Regions from separate parts of the Sus scrofa genome. Here regions 2, 3, 4 and 5 are each linked to region 1. Evidence: chromatin contacts called from public HiChIP or PLAC-seq data. All regions are on one chromosome and are shown on one strand. Each heading gives the region's core, a stretch centred on a gene start, on an enhancer-like site or on the middle of the called end of the contact. The rest is flanking DNA. Distances are from core to core; before and after follow the strand shown.

Region 1 (3,191 bases), core at 497-2,996:
GAAAGAAACCAAGGCAAGAATAGCATCAGGTGACCTAGGAGACAATTGAAGGAAGAAAGACACAGGCTGAAGGAGACAGCGACTGAGCTTGCTAGAAAGAGATAAACAGAGGAAGAAGTTCATTTATTGCCAAACAATGTACCTAGTGTTCAATCCAGAGCAGCACCAGCACCAGACAATATGTACCAAAGAGTGACCCAGAGAGAGATGGGGAAGAGAAACCCAGTAAGATGGAGAGACAGGGAAACAGTGTGTGAGCTTAGGGCTCCAGGGGAAACAAAGACAGATGCATTGATCGAAGAGGCTGGGACTCAGAGACCAGGGAACAGGGACAAGGATGGGGAGAAGAAAACTGTCCCAAGGTATGGTTATCTTGACTTGCAGATAGACCCTTACCTGATCGTGCTCCTCTTCTGCTTTAAGGAATCCATTCGTCTGCAGGCCCCCTGCTGTGTTACAACATCAACGTGGCCCCGGCTGGGAGGCCATGGGAGGGTGGTATGGGCAAGGAGTCAGGCATCATGGTCCAGGCTTGGCCTGTGGCTCTGGGGAGGAGAGATGAATAAGTAGGAGTATTAAGGGCAGAGAAGAGGAGGCCAAGCCCCAAGTGCTGGGGGCCCAAGGGGCAGGGCTTCCCAGAAGAGGAAGACAAGAATGGACAAGTCAGCTTCCTCATTGCCCCAACCAGTCCATCTGGTCCTCTCCACCTCCCCAGTGAGAGCCAACAGGATTAGAGGCTAATTGTTAACTCAGCGCTTAGAAGTACAAAGCATTGTCCCAAGCATTTAAACTAACTTATATAATGCTAGAAAACACTCCATGTGCCAGGCCTATTATCATCCCCTTCTTGCAAATAAGGAAAGTAATACACAAAAAAAGGTTTTGCCCAAGGTCTTATGCTTAGTAAGGAACTGAATTTGTCTCTGCTTCTCCCTAGACCTCCATCTTCCCTCTCTTTCTAACATCCTCCCACCTCCCGTCATTATTTCCCCCACCCTCCGTCTCTGTCCACTCCCCTCTGGGTCTCCATTCCTTCCCTCCTCTGAATCTCGGTCTCCCTCTCTCTAATTCTCTCCACTTTTCTTTTTCAGGAATTTTTTTCTCTCCACCGCGTCGCCCCAGCCCGCAGCCTCAGCTTGCCTCCTCTGCGCTCCAGTACCGTGCACATCCCTCATACCGAACCCGCTGGGCCACTTGAAACTCTCTGGCTGGGAGAAGCAGCCTCCGGGTGGCAGAGGCTGAGGAGGGGTTAAGGAAGGGCCATCTGGGAGAAGAGGGTGAAGCTGAACCTAAAAGGTGGAAACACCGGATGCCACAGACAGGACTGCAGCAAGAAGATCTCGGGTTAGACCTCAAGCAAGACTTCTCAAGCTGCGGCCGCGCCTGGCAAGCGCGGCACGAGACAAGGCAGAGGTGAACCCGATAAGGAAACGCTCAAAGATTGGGGTCAGACGGTTCCCTACGTCCGGACTGGTCCCGCCAGCCCCGCCTCCTCACCTCCAAGACTCGGGCCGCTGGGTCCTCCGGGAGCCACCGAGAGGCCGTCGGCGTCGGGCCAGAGCGTCAACGCACGACGCGTCTTCCTACTTCTGCGCGACATCTCCCTCGTTCCCAGCGCCCTTTCTTCCGGAAGACTATCGAGAACAGAGACTGGATATGGCCAGAGAGGCCCCGACGTACAGACCCTTCCCTCCTAGGGACCAGGGAACCGACACCCAATTCCGGAGGCGTCTATCTAGCCGGTCCTCCGATCACCATAGAGAGGGCGGGCGTCGCGGTAGAGTGCCGCGTCGCGTCCATGTGACGTCACGTACGAGCCCTTCACTGACGGCTTTCCCCGCCCACCCTAGCTCCCTGTCTCTCTTTCCGGACCTGGCTAAGGAGGAGGCGCCATCATGGTGAGCGCGCTTTGCGGAGTTTGGGCATTGATCATCCGTTGCCATCCGCTGCGGTCTGGGACCGAGGATGTTCCAGAGGGAGGCAGGGGTCCCAGGGTGTCCAAAGGAAGCGACTCCCGGGCTGGGGAGCTATTTTGGGGGCTTGAAGAGCAGAAATGGGAGTCGTCAATTTCTCGTCCTCCCGTATTCTTTTATGGTTCCCATTGAGTACATGACCAACTTGAGGGGTAAGGGAGTTAAATATGACCGGTAACGTAATGACAATAAAGAGCGGAGTCAGAATTCGGACCCAGGCGCTGATCCCACAGCCACTCTTGCCTGTGCTGCCCTTGGACCTGTCACTCCCCGGCCTGGAAAGCTGGGTTCTGGGGGAGTTGCTGAGCGTCTGGTGCCTGGGTGTGGGGACCAGGCAGGCTTCGATTCGAATCTCAATTCACTGCCCAACGTATCATTTCTGTGCGGGGAAAGCATCTTGACTTTATCATTGGGGGCCCAGTAATTATGTCTCACAGATGTGAGTTTGGGAAGAAATAAGTCCCGGGAAGTGTGCTTGTTGTAGGCTTTTGCGTATATTAAGTGCTGGAGGTATCAGTGGTCAAATACCTCTTTCCAGTTAATAGCATAGTAAACAAAAAAAAACCTCTTTAGGCAAGTAGGCAGGGGCTGTAGTGGAAATCGTAGGCTGCTTTCAGTTTTTTTTTAGCGCTAAAGTGGGAAACTAACTTCATAAAAGATTGTTGGATTCAAGGAGATAGTATAAGAAAAGTCCTAGAAGTAGTTTTGTACGGATTACTGAAAAAAAAAGTTCATTGATACCGTAATACCTTTTTAAGTCTGCCTTTGGTTTAAGTGATTTTGGTTCTGCTTTTTCGGAGTGAGTTTGGGGTGCTTAAATAATACATCCCTGAAAACACAGTTTAGTTCTTTGGAACTAAAAATTTGAGTCAGTGTGGCTCCTTTGTTGAGGTCTTTCAGGGTGTGTGCTGTGTGTCATGTGCTGAAGGCTTATGTTGAATTAGTTTTTTTCTACAAAGGGGTCATTGGGTAGGGGGTTAAGTGGTTTTTCCCAGAGCTCTCCGAGTGTCAGATTGGAGTTCGTTGTCTCCAGAGACTGCATTAGCTCTTGCTCAGAGGTAAGGGCTCATTGAGAATGTTTGTGAGGTGAGGATCGAGTCAGGGCTGGGTTCATGGTCTTCCCTTCACCCCTGCAGGGAGTTGACATCCGCCACAACAAGGACCGAAAGGTTCGACGCAAGGAGCCCAAGAGCCAGGACATCTACCTGAGGCTGCTGG
Region 2 (3,191 bases), core at 344-2,843, 250 kb before region 1:
TGGGAGAGGGCTCCAGGGTGGTTAAGAATGGTGCCTCGTGGCTGCAGAAAGGGGCTTCCGGCAGAAGCCCAGGCACCAGAGGAGCGCCTCCAAGGCCCCTGGGCTCCAGAGATTCCTAGTCGTGCTTGAGTGTGAGCCTTTCGAAGAGGTACTCGCCCAGCCCAGCCTGGGACCAGAGAGCCTGCGCAGGTTGGTCAGGTGGTCGCCCATCTTCTTGATGAGCTTCACCTCCTCATCCAGGAAGTGGTTCTCCAGGAAGTCACAGAGCTGAGTGATAGAAGAGAAAATGTTACCATTTGTAAATCTAACAATGTGATGGATGGGGGAGGGAGGCTCAGAAGGCAATGAGCCCAATCAAACGTGGCCAAGGTTAACTATTAACTCAAGATGCAGGCTTCCTGCCAGGAAAGGTCTTGGGATGGATAGGGAGAAAATGGAGATACTCACGTGGGGGTCTGCGCGGGCAGAACCCAGCGCATGCAGATCCACAAGAGCCTGGTTCAGTCCCTTCTCCAAGTGAAGGGCGGCTTCCATAGCGTCCTGGGTTTTACCCCACTCATCTTGAGATGGTTTCTATACGGAAGGCAGAGACCGCTCAGTACTAACCACGCACACGCTGGAAAGGACTAAAAACTAATTTCCCAGTAGTGACGGGAGTTAGGGCTTAAGCCGAAAAAACGTCTAAGAGCTTAAATCGATCACCCTCAGTGTCTCACAACCTTACGCTCCAGGATACCACACGCTGCGGTCTGGACCGCCACTTCGTGGGGGAACTGAACCCGCCTCCGTTTCCAGCTGTAATACAACCACCCACACAAAACTGAACTCCATCTCCCAGAAGCCTACGCCGTGCCTGAACAGCCCTGGTCAAAGGGCTTCAAGCGCAGGGGCCGCTGGGAATCGTAGTCCGCTGCTCACACTGTTTACCTGCACGTCCTGGAAGAGGGCGCGGCCACCGCGCTGGTTTTGCATTTTCAAGAGACGCTCCGAACCCTCGCGCTTCTCCTCGGCCAATTCGCGAAAAAAATGACTCACGCCCTCCAGAGCCACATCGTCGCGGTTGAAATAGAAGCCCTGCGGGAAGAGAAGGCGTGAACAATGGTTAGCCGGAGGCGAGGCCGGGCTTGCGGACTCCGCCTTCCAACTACACAGTGGGACAAAGAAGGCCAGCGCGTGCGCAGAGGGTCAGAGGTGCGCAGCTAAGGGAAACTTGGGCCGGGGGCATCTTGGGGACCCTTACCAGAGAGAGGTAGGTGTAGGAGGCCTGCAGATGCATGTTGATCAGGCGGTTGACGAAGGCCTCCACCTCGGTGGAATAATTCTGACGAACCTGGGAGCTCATGGCTGGTCGGCAATAAGGAGCTAAGCTCAAAAAATGGTGTTGGCTGGTCCCGGAGACTGAAGATAGCTGAGAGGCGGAGTCCGAAGGTTGCGACTGGAAAAAAGGTTGGAGGGTAGTCGGAGGCTGGAGCAAGGGGCGTCCCTGGGTCTGTTCCGTCCAAACACTGTTGAAGCAAGAGACAGATCCGGGGGACCGCCGAGCACACTGCGAGTTTGTGGCCAGGGCGGCTCCTTTTATAGCGCGCGGGGAACCTGAGCAGTGGGGCGGTCGGGGAGAGGAGTCAGCCAATCTGCGGGGGCGGGAGGCTGGACTTGGAGCTCGCTCGTGACCAATCAGGAGCAGATAGGAGCCCCAGCCTCCCGCCCGGAGGTAGGGAAGTCACGCGCTCTGAGCGCGAGGTTGTTGTGAAAGGAGAAATCGCGGGATGGGGGGTTTCATGGGGAGCAAGGGTTCTGGGACTAAATCTGGGAAGTGAGAGAATTCTAGGGGTACTTCCTGGTAGTGAAAGATTAGTGAGAGCACTGGGAGCCCTGGAAAATAATGATTCTTGGTTCCTGAGGATGTCTCAGGAAAGTAGGTTGGATGCGGGGGTTGTGTCAGAGCGAGGACTTTTCTGGAGCCCTGGGGGTTCCTCAGAGGTGCAGAAACGTCCAGAGGAGTGGGGTTGCCCTGGGAGATAAGGGGTCGGGTTGGGGGGGGCCCTCGATCATTGGGAAGTTTGGAAGGCTGTGAGATATTTCTAGATACTTAGGGTGCTCTCTGTGAAATGGGTTGGCTGGGGCACCTGGAGACTTGGGGTTCACTCAAAAGTGAATTCGGAAGACCATGGAAGTCCCTATTTTTATGGAAACTTCCAGGGGGAAGTCTTGGGCCCTTGAGGTGATCTGCAAGATTAAAAGAGACAGTTGGAGAGCCCTGGGATTCAGCCTGGGAATAAGGGAGAGGGATGTTTCTGGAAGCCTAGTGGGATCTTCTTAAAGAGGTGGGGGCTCTTGGAGAGCCCTTTGGGAGCCCTCAAAAGATTGGGCCACTTGGAATCCTGTGGGGTTTTTTGAAAGCCCACTGTTTTTGTGGGAGCTGAGATGGAAAGGGGTGAAAGGACATTGGAACTTTGGAGGTTTCTCTGAGGTTGCATATCCTGGCTCCAAAGCAATCTCTCTGAAGCTGCCTCTGTCTTGCCTGACACATGCTCCTTCAAGATCACAGAGGTGGGGGAGTTCCCATCATGGCGCAGCAGAAACTATCCAACTAGGAATCATGAGGTTTCAGGTTCGGTCCCTGGTCTCGCTCAGTGGGTTAAGGATCTGGCGTTGCCCTGAGCTGTGGTGTAGGTCGCAGACCCAGCTCGGATCACAGCTGTAGCTGATTCACATCCTAGCCTGGGAACTTCCATATGCCACAGGTGCCAGCCCTAAGAAACAAACAAAAAGATCAGAGACAGGTGCTGAGGACTGGTGGCTGGGATGTCTGTCTTTAACTAAGGGACATTTTAAAATTGTGTCTGGTCCAGGTTGGTGCCTGGGTGGCAGTGCCAGCTCATACCAAGATTCTTGCCTTCAAGGAGCTCCTTGTTGTTGGGAGAAAGGAGAAACAAAGACAGGAACTTGACCCTATTTAGGCGCCCTTAATGCAGGCAGCTGGAGGCTGGGACAGGGGAGCTGGAACTGCTGGGGGTCGTCGGGTGGGGGAGGTCTGGGCCTGCCTCGCGGAGAAGCCTTTCCAAGCAGCCCAGGCAGGGCACCCCCTGATCAAGGGGGCTCCAGCCAGGCTGGTATCTGGGGTCCTCCAGGGGTGCCTGGGCCAGTGGCCAGGAGAGCAGCCATGCTGAGTCATGCTGAACTCAGCGCAG
Region 3 (3,191 bases), core at 406-2,905, 220 kb after region 1:
CAGCCCTAAAAAGAGAACAATAAAAAATAAAGAAATAAAGAAAAATAAGGGTGATCAGGCAAGGCTTCTCTGAGAAGGTGACATCTAAGCTGAGACTTGAAGGCAGGAGTCATTTGAATGCTGGCGGGGGGTGGGGGGAGGAAGTGCACAGGCCTTTGAGAACAAGCTCAGGTTGTTTGGGGAGCAGACAGAAGGGCCAGTGTGGCTAGAACGTAGGGAGCTAGAGGGAGTGGTAGGAAGGGAAATCAAAGAGGCCCTTGAAGCCCAGAGGAGGAGTTTGGATTTTATTCTAAGTGCAGTGGGAAACCATTGGAGGGTTTTAAACAGAAGTGCAGTACCAGGGACTTAATGTAAACTATAATAATAATGATATTATTATTATTTATTCTTGGGTTACTGTGCTGGGATGGGAGGTGATGACCACTATGTACCTGGGTCTCTTGGCAGGCTTGGGTGCTGTTGGGTGTACCTGGGTGTTGGCAAGGACAAGGGAACTAGGTGCCTGGGGTTCTGATGTGGAGTGAAAGCTGGAGAACTGAAAATCCTGGGTCCCTCCAAGGGAAGGGAACTGGATGAGGGGATGTCTGGGTATATGATGGGGCCACAACTAGAAGACCGAAAGCAGCTGGTCATCTGGGCTCCTTGAAGGTGTGAGGGAGGGGCGGTCCAGTAACCCGGGAGACCTGGAAGCTGGGTACCACTGTAGCACAGACTCTATAGAGACACACTGGCTAGATTCAAATAAAAGCTGCTTGACTCATTAACTGTGATTTGGGGGCAAGTTACTAATTTTGCTATGCCTCAGTTTCTGTCTGTAAAATAGGTATAATAATAGTAAATACATCACAGAGCAGTTCTTAGAGGAGTGACTGGCACATAGTAAGCACTGTGGTAAGTGCTTGTGATGCTAGTCATTGGGGCTCTGAGTGGATTCAGTACTGGGAGACCTGAGATCAAGGTCTCTAGGATTTGGGGAAGTGGCAAATTCTTGGGTCCATTGGGCCCAAGGCTAAAAAGTTGGGAGTACAAAATGAAAATACTAAATAAAATGGGGGGGGGATAAGTAGTTCCATCTTACATCTTGGAGAAGAACAGAGACTGGGGGTCTGAACTCAGGCCCTGAATAAGTTAGAAAGTCTGGGTCACTGGAGGAAACATGAGACCTGAGATCCCATGCTCTTCCTGGAGTGGAGGTAAATTGGATTGGACCTGGGTCCTGGGAGGAGTCTGGGAACCAGGGGCTAGGGAAATGAAAATCTGAGCGGGAGGAAGTGGAGAACAGGAGGCTAGACCTCTGAATCAAGTTCCCTGAGTGGAATCAGCGCCGGAGTTGGGTACCCTGGGGATGTTCCAGGCGGGGGTCCCCCATGCTAGGATCCTGTAGAAGGGGGGAAACTCAAGGGACTCGTGGTGGGATCTCCCCTATCTGGGCCTCCAAGGCCACGAGCTGAGCGCCAGCGGGTCGCTTCCTCCCACAGGAAACCGCAGGCGTCAGACACACCCAGCCTGCAGGGAGCTGCGCCCACTGCCCTCCCGCTTGGAGGAGGCCCACGTGGGCAGCAGCCTGCCGTCAAGGGGGCGTGCCCTGTGGCGCGAGGGGGCGTGACCACAGGGCGGGGCCGGAAAGCGGGACAACACAGAGCGCCCTAGACCCCGCCCACTTCCGCCTCTCAGTGCGCGGACCTCTTAAGTGGTTGAGGGGTTTTGGCTGCCTTTCCCGAGGCCGTTGGCCGCGCATGCGTAGTGCGCCGCTTCGAGGACCTGAGGCAGTGGTGAGCGCTCCTTCCCCTAGCAACTCCCAGCATCGGCACCGCCACCTTGCTAATGAATCCTCAAAATAACGTGATCTTAATCATCTGAAGACGCGCATCTCTCGCGCCCCATCCCGAAACACCTTGGCCCAGCTCCAAAACCTTCCAGACGTTTCCCTCCCAGCCCCGCCTCCACAGACTCCTTTGGCTCAGATATCCCCTCCCGGAAACACACATCGCGCCCCTGACGACCCCAACAGACCATCAGGACCTCCCCCAAGCTTTCCAAGCCTGAGTGCCTCCTAGTTAGCCCTGTCTACCACAAGCTCTGGAATCCGCGTACTTCCTGCGCCCTCCCACCAGGCCCCTCACGTGTTCTTCCAACCACGCCCCTCACCAGCCCCCGAAGCCCCACCCTTCACAAGGCCCGCAGCCACGCCCTTTACAGGTATCCTTGCACCCCTCCCTCAGGGCCCCGAAGCTCCGCCCTGCACCGGTATCTGCGTCCCTGCCTTCACAAGGTCCCCCAGCCACAACCCTCTTGGGCCCCTCCAGCCCTGCCCTTCCTTCGCAAGCCCTGAAGCCCACACCCTCAGGCCGGCCTCGCCTCAGAGGCCCTTCCAGCCCCGCCCATCGTAGGCCTCTACGGCTCCGCCCCTCGCAAGGCCTCCAGCCCCGCCCCTCGTAAGGCCTAGAGCCCCGCCCCCTCAGCCCTCCAGTCCCGCCGCTTGCTGGGCTCCCCTAGCACATCTGTTCACAGCACCCGAGCTCCCCGCAGGTCTCCTCGCGGCCTCCTAGCCCCTCCTCCCCAGCCGCCCCTCCCACGGCTTTCTTCTGTGGCCTTGGTCCCTCCCCGGCTGCTGTCCCCAGGCCTCATTGGTCTCTTATCTCCCCAGTAACCAGACCACAACACTGAGCTTGGAGTACCCAGGACAGGTCCAGCACTCCGGCAGGTAGGGACCGGCCTCGCTCCCCTCAGCCGACGGGGGTGGGGTGGTTCTCCTTCCTCTGTGAGCCGCCTCCCCAAACCGCCCCCATCAGAGATACCGAGAGCCTAGAGGACCTGTCCCCCGCGCCAGAATCAGAGCCGCGACGCAAGACAGAGAGTGTGAGAGGTGGGAGGTCGGGAGGGGCATGGCAAGAGGCCTGAGAGATGCCCCCTCCAACCCGCTGGAGGGATTGCGACCCAAAGAGAGGCCAGAGCTGGTTCTGGGATCAGTTCCTAGCCTTTTGCCTTTCATCACCCACCCTCCTAGCCCTCTCCTGCTCGCCTCCTGAAGGGGTCCTCTTTGGCCAAGATGCCTTTGGGACTCTCTGCTGGGAGCACCCGCTCCGAAGATGGAAGCGAGGCCTTCTTGGAGGGAATGGGTAATTCGTACATTCTTGATTCATTCTTTCCCTCAGTTTGTCCTGTTTCAGGTCCTGTGCAGCTGGGGCCCC
Region 4 (3,191 bases), core at 237-2,736, 190 kb after region 1:
CCTGCTCTGCTGCCTGGGCCCTGGGGGCCCAGAGCAGGGATGCTGGGTGCTGCCTGCTGGGCTCCGCCGTCTGGAGGTTCCAGGCCCACCCTGGGGCTTGGCTGCTGATGGACAAGAGGGATTAAGGGGTGGTTAGAGTCCAAGGTGCAGGGTAAAGGGGCTGCCAAGGGTCTCAGGAGAGGAGGGCATGGGATGGAGGGTTCTGGAGGAGTTCCAGTATGGGGTTAGGTGGGGTGAAGGAGCTGTTGGGGGTTCTAGGGGTGAGGGCGCGGGATGAGAGGGTGGCTGATGGTCCCATGCATTGCGGTGCAGGGTGAGGGAGCTTCTGAGAATTCCAGAGGCAGGGGTCCAGGGTGAGAGGGCTGCTGGGGGTGTGGTCCCAGGAGTCAGGAGTGCAGGCTGGGGAGGCTATGGGGTGAGGGGGCTGTTAGGGCCCCAGAGGTGCAGGGTGGTGCACGGGGCAGGGAGAAGGGGCGGGGAGAGGGTGGGATGTTGATGTCATGTCCTTGACACGGGAGCCAGAGTACCCATTTTAAGACCTGTGTTAATGGGATTTATTAGGGGTGTTGGGAGATCAGAACCCCTGGGAGGTCTGAATCAGGGGGATCCCTTTCAGGCTTTGAGATGACAGCCCCCCGAGTGGAGATCCCAGGCATCTCAGGGTAGATTTCAGGCTGTCCTGGTAATTTGGGGTGATATCCTTAGAATCAGGGCTACCCCTTAGAATTCGTTCCATCTTCATAAAAGTGCATTTCCTCAAATCGGGGGTCCGGACCGCAGATGTGCGGGGAACGTGAGCTCCAAATAGCTTCCTCGCAGAATGAGGAGGCCGAGCCCCCGGCACTAAGCTACCTTCAGAGAATCGGGGTCTTCCCTTTAAGGACTCTGGACGCTGGGGCTCAAGGGTGGTGAGTTTTGGAGGTGATGCTGCCTGACAGAGTCACCTCTACTCTGGAGGCCCGGTCTGCGTCACCTGGAGGCCTGCTCTTCCTTCCGCTCACCCTGCCCTCCTGGTCCCTAGCGCCACCTCAGACTTCTTTGGGCTCCTCTTTTTCCCGCCTTTTCGCTCCTCCACTGCTGATTGGCTGCGCCGAAGCCCCGCCCCTCTCTTTTCCCGCCTTCTCTGAAGCGGACAGGGGCAGGGGCGTGGCCTCAGAGGACGTTGGGCGGCCCGCCGTTGGCAGGCTGCGCGCGGGAGCTCGGCCCATCCCCGGCAGTCCCGGGAGCTTCGCGCTCGCCCCGCCCCTTGGAAGTCTGCGGACAAAGAGATACTTCTTCGGCGCATGCGCCGAGTCCAAGGAGGGCGAGAGAGGGAGGTGACGGGTCGCGCATGCGCAACCGAGACGCGTCCTTAGAAGAAAAATGGTTCCCCCACCCGGCTCCAAGACCCAGGATTTGCGCATGCGTCTTACTGCGGACTGAAGCCGAACCTCGGAGGCCCAGAACGCTTTTCTGCACATGCGCAAGAGGCTCAATGACAGTCGAGCGTTGGCTAAGGTGAGGGAAATGGGGAAAGATTGTATGATCGGGGTGGGCGGCTCTGCACCCCTATATAGCCTTCCGAGCATATCCTATGCCCTTAAGATCCACCTGCCGCCTAGACCCCGCAGAGACCAGTTGTACCACAACAGGGCTACTGGGCCTGCAAAACACCCTAGGACTTAAGACCTCTGACCCCAGCCTGGGACTCAAGCCAACTGAACAGTGTGGGAGAGGACTGGCACTGCGCCCTGCCTGGGGTAGAAACGGCCCCTGGAGGTTGGGACACAGAGGTGGAGAGGACGCTTTTCCCCCGATGACCTTTGACCTCTGCCCATTTCCCTCCTTTAGGCTGCGGGGAAAGGGTCTGGCTATGCTGCATGTGACCCGGGGGGTCTGGGGATCCAGGGTCCGAATATGGCCCCTGTTGCCCGCGCTCCTCGGGCACCCCCGGGCCCTGTCATCGCTGGCGGTCAAGATGGGGGAGTACCGCAAGATGTGGAACCCCACAGAGCCCCGCGACTGGGCCCAGCAGTACCGCGAACGTTTCATCCCGTTCTCCAAAGATCAGCTGCTCCGCCTCCTGATACAGGTACAGCTCACCCGGGTCCAAGAGCCTGGGGACTACCACTCCCGGCAGGCCTCGCGGCGATACAGCCCTTCATGCTATAGAGGACTGCCCTGGCGCCCCCTGGGAATTGTAGTTCCCTTCCTCGTCATACTCCCAGGTGGGCGTGGAGTGCTTTGGAATGCAAGAGACAGACCTCTGAGATGCAGGTGCAGCAGCAATTCCAGACTCTAGCTTGTTCTGAGGGCTTGAACAAGCACTCCCCAGGGCATGGTTTTTCCCTCTTCAAAACAGGTCTAATAATCATCCTCATCATTATTACCACCTAATAATAGTTATTATATCCACTGTTTGAGCTCTTACTGTATGGCCCTGTGCTAAGCATTTTCCATGTATTATGGAAATACTGAACAACCCAATAAGAGAGGTATCACCATCTTCCCATTTTAAAATGAAGTAACTGAAGCAGGAGAAGGGAAGTGACTCACCGAAGGTCATGACTAGTGGCCAAGATTTGAACTGAAGTGGTCTGACTCCTAAGCAGAGTGGGGACTAGGGTGAGACAAGTAGGCACTTACTTGACCCTAAGAGCTTAAGCGCTTACCCCACCATCACCATTATACTTGTGATTACTCTGGATTGGCATTCATTCATTTAATATATATATATTTTTAAATTATATGGCTGCACCTGCAGTATGAGGTTCCCAATCTGAGAAGCAACGCTGGATCTTTTAACCAGCTTCACCAGGTGGAGATTGAACCCCCACCTCCGCAGTGAACTAAGCTACTGCAATTGGATTCTTTTTTTTTTTTTTTCAGGGGCACCTCCATGGCATACGGAGGTTCCCAGGCTAGGGGTCGAATCAGAGCTGTAGCCACAGGCCTAAGCCACAACCACAGCAATGCGGGATCTGAGCCACATCTGCAACCTACACCACAGCTCAGGGCAACACCAGATCCTTAACCCACTGATCAAGGCCAGGGATGGAACCCACATCCTCATGGATATTAGTTAGGTTCTTAACCTGCTGAGCCACAATGGAAACTCCTTTTTTTTTTAATTGTATTTTTTAAATGATTGATTGATTGATTGATTATAATAATTCTTGATTTAACACCTCTGTGTGGACTAAGTCCTGTGC
Region 5 (3,191 bases), core at 246-2,745, 180 kb after region 1:
AGACCCACAGCCCCCCCTCTTTGCCTCCCTGGGGACCCCTCCTCCTGCCAGGGCTGGAGGAGGGTACGCCCCCACCCCAAGCTCCCAGCCTCTGTCTTCTTCCTGGGACTAGAGAGTGAGGGGCTGCAAAAAGGGGGGGGGGAGGCGGAGGCAGGGAGGCACTCAGGATTGGGCACTGAGATATCAGATTTGGACCCGGACTCCAGGGCCCAGGGGCTGCCGCCCTCTGCCCCCTCTCCACTCTGAGGCTTGCGAAGCAGGAGGCTGTTCCCAGACTTCCGTCTCCGCCACACCAGGACCCATCTTTTGGCTTCCGTTGCCCCAGAAGGCCAGGCCTGGAAACTAGGTCTCCATCATGAAGCCAGGAGTCCAGGCTGCCAGGCCCCTCCTCTCTCAGACCCCGAAATTCGAGTCCCCCCCCCCCCAGGACTCAGGAGTCCAGGCCTCCAGTCTCCTCATCGCTGAAACCTGGGACTCCTCCTCCCTCAGACCCAAGAGTCTAAGCCCATGGCCCCCTTCTCCCCTGGTACCTGGTAATCCAAGCCCCTCCTCCAGCCCTGGATCCCTTTTAGGTGCTCAGACAAATGGACTCCCTAGTATAAACCACACACAGGGGCCACAAATCCAAGACTCATGGATGTCACCCCAGGCACCCAATCCATCCAGCAAATGGATACTCCATAGCTCTTCTTTTATTGAGGGACCTGGCATCCATCGCCCATGGGTACGCACACATCCAGAAGGAAAGCAGTGTGTGTCCCCTCCGAGACACAGCCTGCCCCCACCCCCGGGTCCCTCAAGACCAGCTGCCCAGCTCCTGCCCCTCCTGCTGGAGAGGTTAGGCCCAGTGCTTCTTTAAAGGGCTGGGGTGGAGTGTAGCATGGGACACCTGGGCCCCTGAGAGTGTGAGTGTGCGCCTGTGAAGGGCAATTCTGAAGGGGGTGCTGGAGGCAGGGCTATAGGCTACTGACCCCACGGTCTGGGAAAGCAGGAGTAAAAGCTCCATTTCTGAAAAAGAAGAGATCGGGGGCCTGAACTTGGGGGTTCCAGAGGGAGGGATTGTGCATCTGGATTTCTGTCTCTAGGATGTTTGAGACACAAGATCGTTGGGTGGGACCCTATGTCCCAAGGAAGGGGAGCTGAACTCTTGAGTGGAACGGAAGAGGGAGGGGCTGGGGACCTGGACTCCTGGATCTAAGGGGGTCTGCTTTCTTGCCCTTTGGGTGGATTGGAGCTGGAAGGCCGCGAAAGGCCAGTCGCTGTGTCCGTGTCTCAGATTTTTAAAGCTCAGAGACCTGTCTCCCAAATCGCTGTCAAGGACAAAAACTGGGCGGCTGGGCTGCGACCTTCACCGAGGCGTAGATTCCCTGGGAAACAGGTGCCGGATTTGGGAGTTTCAGATCCCAGCGACCCCGCCAGTTCCTAGGAGGCCGCGGTGGGGGTACCTTCGGCGGCAACTCTGCAACGCGGGAGGAGCGGGGTAGGGGGCGCCGGAGAGCCGGGACACCTCCCTCGGGGGCGGAGCCTCCCTCCCGGACTCCTCCCCCTCCCGCCCTCCTCCCTCTTCCTAGCTCCAGCTCTGCCACCAGCTCAGGCCTCGGCGCCCCCTCCCTGAGCCCCCTCCCCGGAGCCGAGCCCACCCGAGGGCATCTCTCCCGGCCCCCAGCCCAGCCGCCAGAACAGCAGCCCCGGGGGGCAGCCCCCCGCCAGTCTGCCTCCCTCCAGCCCAGCCCTGCCAGATCCCCCCAACCATGAATCTCTTCCGATTCCTGGGAGACCTCTCCCACCTCCTAGCCATCATCTTGCTACTGCTCAAAATCTGGAAGTCCCGCTCGTGTGCCGGTGAGACGCCCACCGGGGCCGGAGAAGGGGGGCAGAGTGAGGGGGACATCCCAGGACGCGGGGATGAGTTTGGGGGCATAAGGGGGACGGGTCCCTCCCCGCCACTGCTTGCTGGGGATCCCCCTTCCAGGTCCAGGGTCACCAGGGGGTCAGCTTCTTTCTCTAGACTGGGGGTGCATCCAATTTGGTGGGGGTGGCTCCAGGAACTCAATTCAGCTTCCCCCGGCCCCTATCTGGGTGGCCTTGGAGTTCCCGGGGCTGGGAACAGGGAGCTGTGGCAGGCAGGGAGGTGGCTGGGAGTTGGTGACGTGGACTGTAGCCGCCAGAAAGAGAGCGGGAGATTGGCGACCTGTTCGGGAAAGCTGAGGACAAGTGGGGCCCTCCGGAGGCCCCATCTGAGGTCTGGACTGTGGGAGGACCCTGAGGGGGCCAGAGGTAGTGGTGAGGCCTAGCCTGGGACAGAGCCTCGGGCTGGAGTAGCTTTGGGGCCGGGCTGCCCCCTGGCTGTGGGCCGTGGGAAAGGGCCCTGCTCAGGCCGCGGCTGGGGAGGCCTCCAGGGACAGCTGCACTCCAGAGCCGCCTCTGGGCTCATCCAGGGCTCTGGGCTTTGGTTTATGGCCCGTGCAGCCCACCTCCAGCCTCCCTGCACCCCCGTCTCTCTGGACCACAGGGATTTCGGGGAAGAGCCAGGTCCTGTTTGCTGTGGTGTTCACTGCCCGATACCTGGACCTCTTCACCAACTACATCTCCCTCTACAACACGTGCATGAAGGTGAGGCTCTGGCCCTCCTGCTGGGCCTTTCTGAGGCGGGGAGCCAGGGGAGGGTCGGAGGGAGGGGAGAACGTGGGTCCCAGATTGCTGAGTCCGAGGGAGGAAGCAACGGGGGGCTAGGGCTCCTGGCCTGAGGGAGGAGGGGCTGGGGGTCCAGACTGCCAAGTCTGAGGATGGAGGTGACAAGGCTGGAACTCCTGGGTCTAAGGGAGGAGGGGCTGGCAGTCCAGACTGCTGAGTCCGAGGGAGGAAGTGACAGAGGCTAGAACTCCTGGGTCTGAGGGAGGAGGGGCTAGGGGGTCCGGACTCCTGGGTCTAAGCCTCCTGGGGGCTCTCGTCCTGTGCATTGAGCTAATGCTCCCTCCTCAACCCCCCTCTCGACAGGTGGTCTACATTGCCTGCTCTTTCACCACAGTCTGGATGATTTACAGCAAGTTCAAAGCCACTTACGATGGGAACCATGACACATTCCGGGTGGAGTTCCTTGTTGTTCCCACGGCCATCCTGGCATTCTTGGTCAACCATGACTTTACCCCTCTAGAGGTAGGCCACCTGCAGGGTGCCTGCGGTGGTGGGGT

Evidence for each region. HiChIP or PLAC-seq counts read pairs in DNA pulled down with a chosen protein or histone mark.
Region 2: a contact with region 1 is called in an H3K27ac HiChIP or PLAC-seq map of alveolar macrophages. The contact joins the promoter of FTL here to the promoter of RPL18 in region 1. A contact is called at or near these places in 1 of 47 Hi-C or Micro-C datasets (liver) and 2 of 2 datasets of contacts at active chromatin or transcription factors (alveolar macrophages and skeletal muscle).
Region 3: an H3K27ac HiChIP or PLAC-seq map of alveolar macrophages shows a contact between it and region 1. The contact joins the promoter of CCDC114 here to the promoter of RPL18 in region 1. A contact is called at or near these places in 1 of 5 promoter capture datasets (fetal liver), 1 of 47 Hi-C or Micro-C datasets (fetal heart ventricle) and 2 of 2 datasets of contacts at active chromatin or transcription factors (alveolar macrophages and skeletal muscle).
Region 4: an H3K27ac HiChIP or PLAC-seq map of alveolar macrophages shows a contact between it and region 1. The contact joins the promoter of SYNGR4 here to the promoter of RPL18 in region 1. A contact is called at or near these places in 1 of 5 promoter capture datasets (fetal liver), 4 of 47 Hi-C or Micro-C datasets (blood, liver and subcutaneous adipose tissue) and 2 of 2 datasets of contacts at active chromatin or transcription factors (alveolar macrophages and skeletal muscle).
Region 5: an H3K27ac HiChIP or PLAC-seq map of alveolar macrophages shows a contact between it and region 1. The contact joins the promoter of KDELR1 here to the promoter of RPL18 in region 1. A contact is called at or near these places in 1 of 5 promoter capture datasets (fetal liver) and 1 of 2 datasets of contacts at active chromatin or transcription factors (alveolar macrophages).

Annotation. Positions count from the first base shown.
Region 1 is chr6:53,977,236-53,980,426 of Sscrofa11.1, reverse strand. RPL18 (60S ribosomal protein L18) reads left to right here and starts at 1,746. Exons shown (of 7, transcript XM_021094700.1): 1 at 1,746-1,898; 2 at 3,110-3,191. The coding sequence starts at 1,896.
Region 2 is chr6:54,229,523-54,232,713 of Sscrofa11.1, reverse strand. It overlaps FTL (ferritin light chain), which reads right to left and starts at 1,593. Exons shown (of 5, transcript NM_001244131.1): 1 at 1,241-1,593; 2 at 928-1,074; 3 at 448-573; 4 at 171-267; 5 at 1-168. The coding sequence starts at 1,342. The coding sequence ends at 116.
Region 3 is chr6:53,752,972-53,756,162 of Sscrofa11.1, reverse strand. It overlaps CCDC114 (coiled-coil domain-containing protein 114), which reads left to right and starts at 1,655. Exons shown (of 15, transcript XM_021094655.1): 1 at 1,655-1,772; 2 at 2,648-3,119. The coding sequence starts at 3,050.
Region 4 is chr6:53,782,459-53,785,649 of Sscrofa11.1, reverse strand. It overlaps SYNGR4 (synaptogyrin-4), which reads right to left and starts at 1,486. Exons shown (of 5, transcript XM_021094669.1): 1 at 1,413-1,486; 2 at 1-104. The coding sequence starts at 1,460. It overlaps TMEM143 (transmembrane protein 143), which reads left to right and starts at 1,307. Exons shown (of 7, transcript XM_013998565.2): 1 at 1,307-1,497; 2 at 1,831-2,071. The coding sequence starts at 1,331.
Region 5 is chr6:53,801,924-53,805,114 of Sscrofa11.1, reverse strand. KDELR1 (ER lumen protein-retaining receptor 1) reads left to right here and starts at 1,495. Exons shown (of 5, transcript XM_003127269.5): 1 at 1,495-1,842; 2 at 2,513-2,613; 3 at 2,998-3,156. The coding sequence starts at 1,752.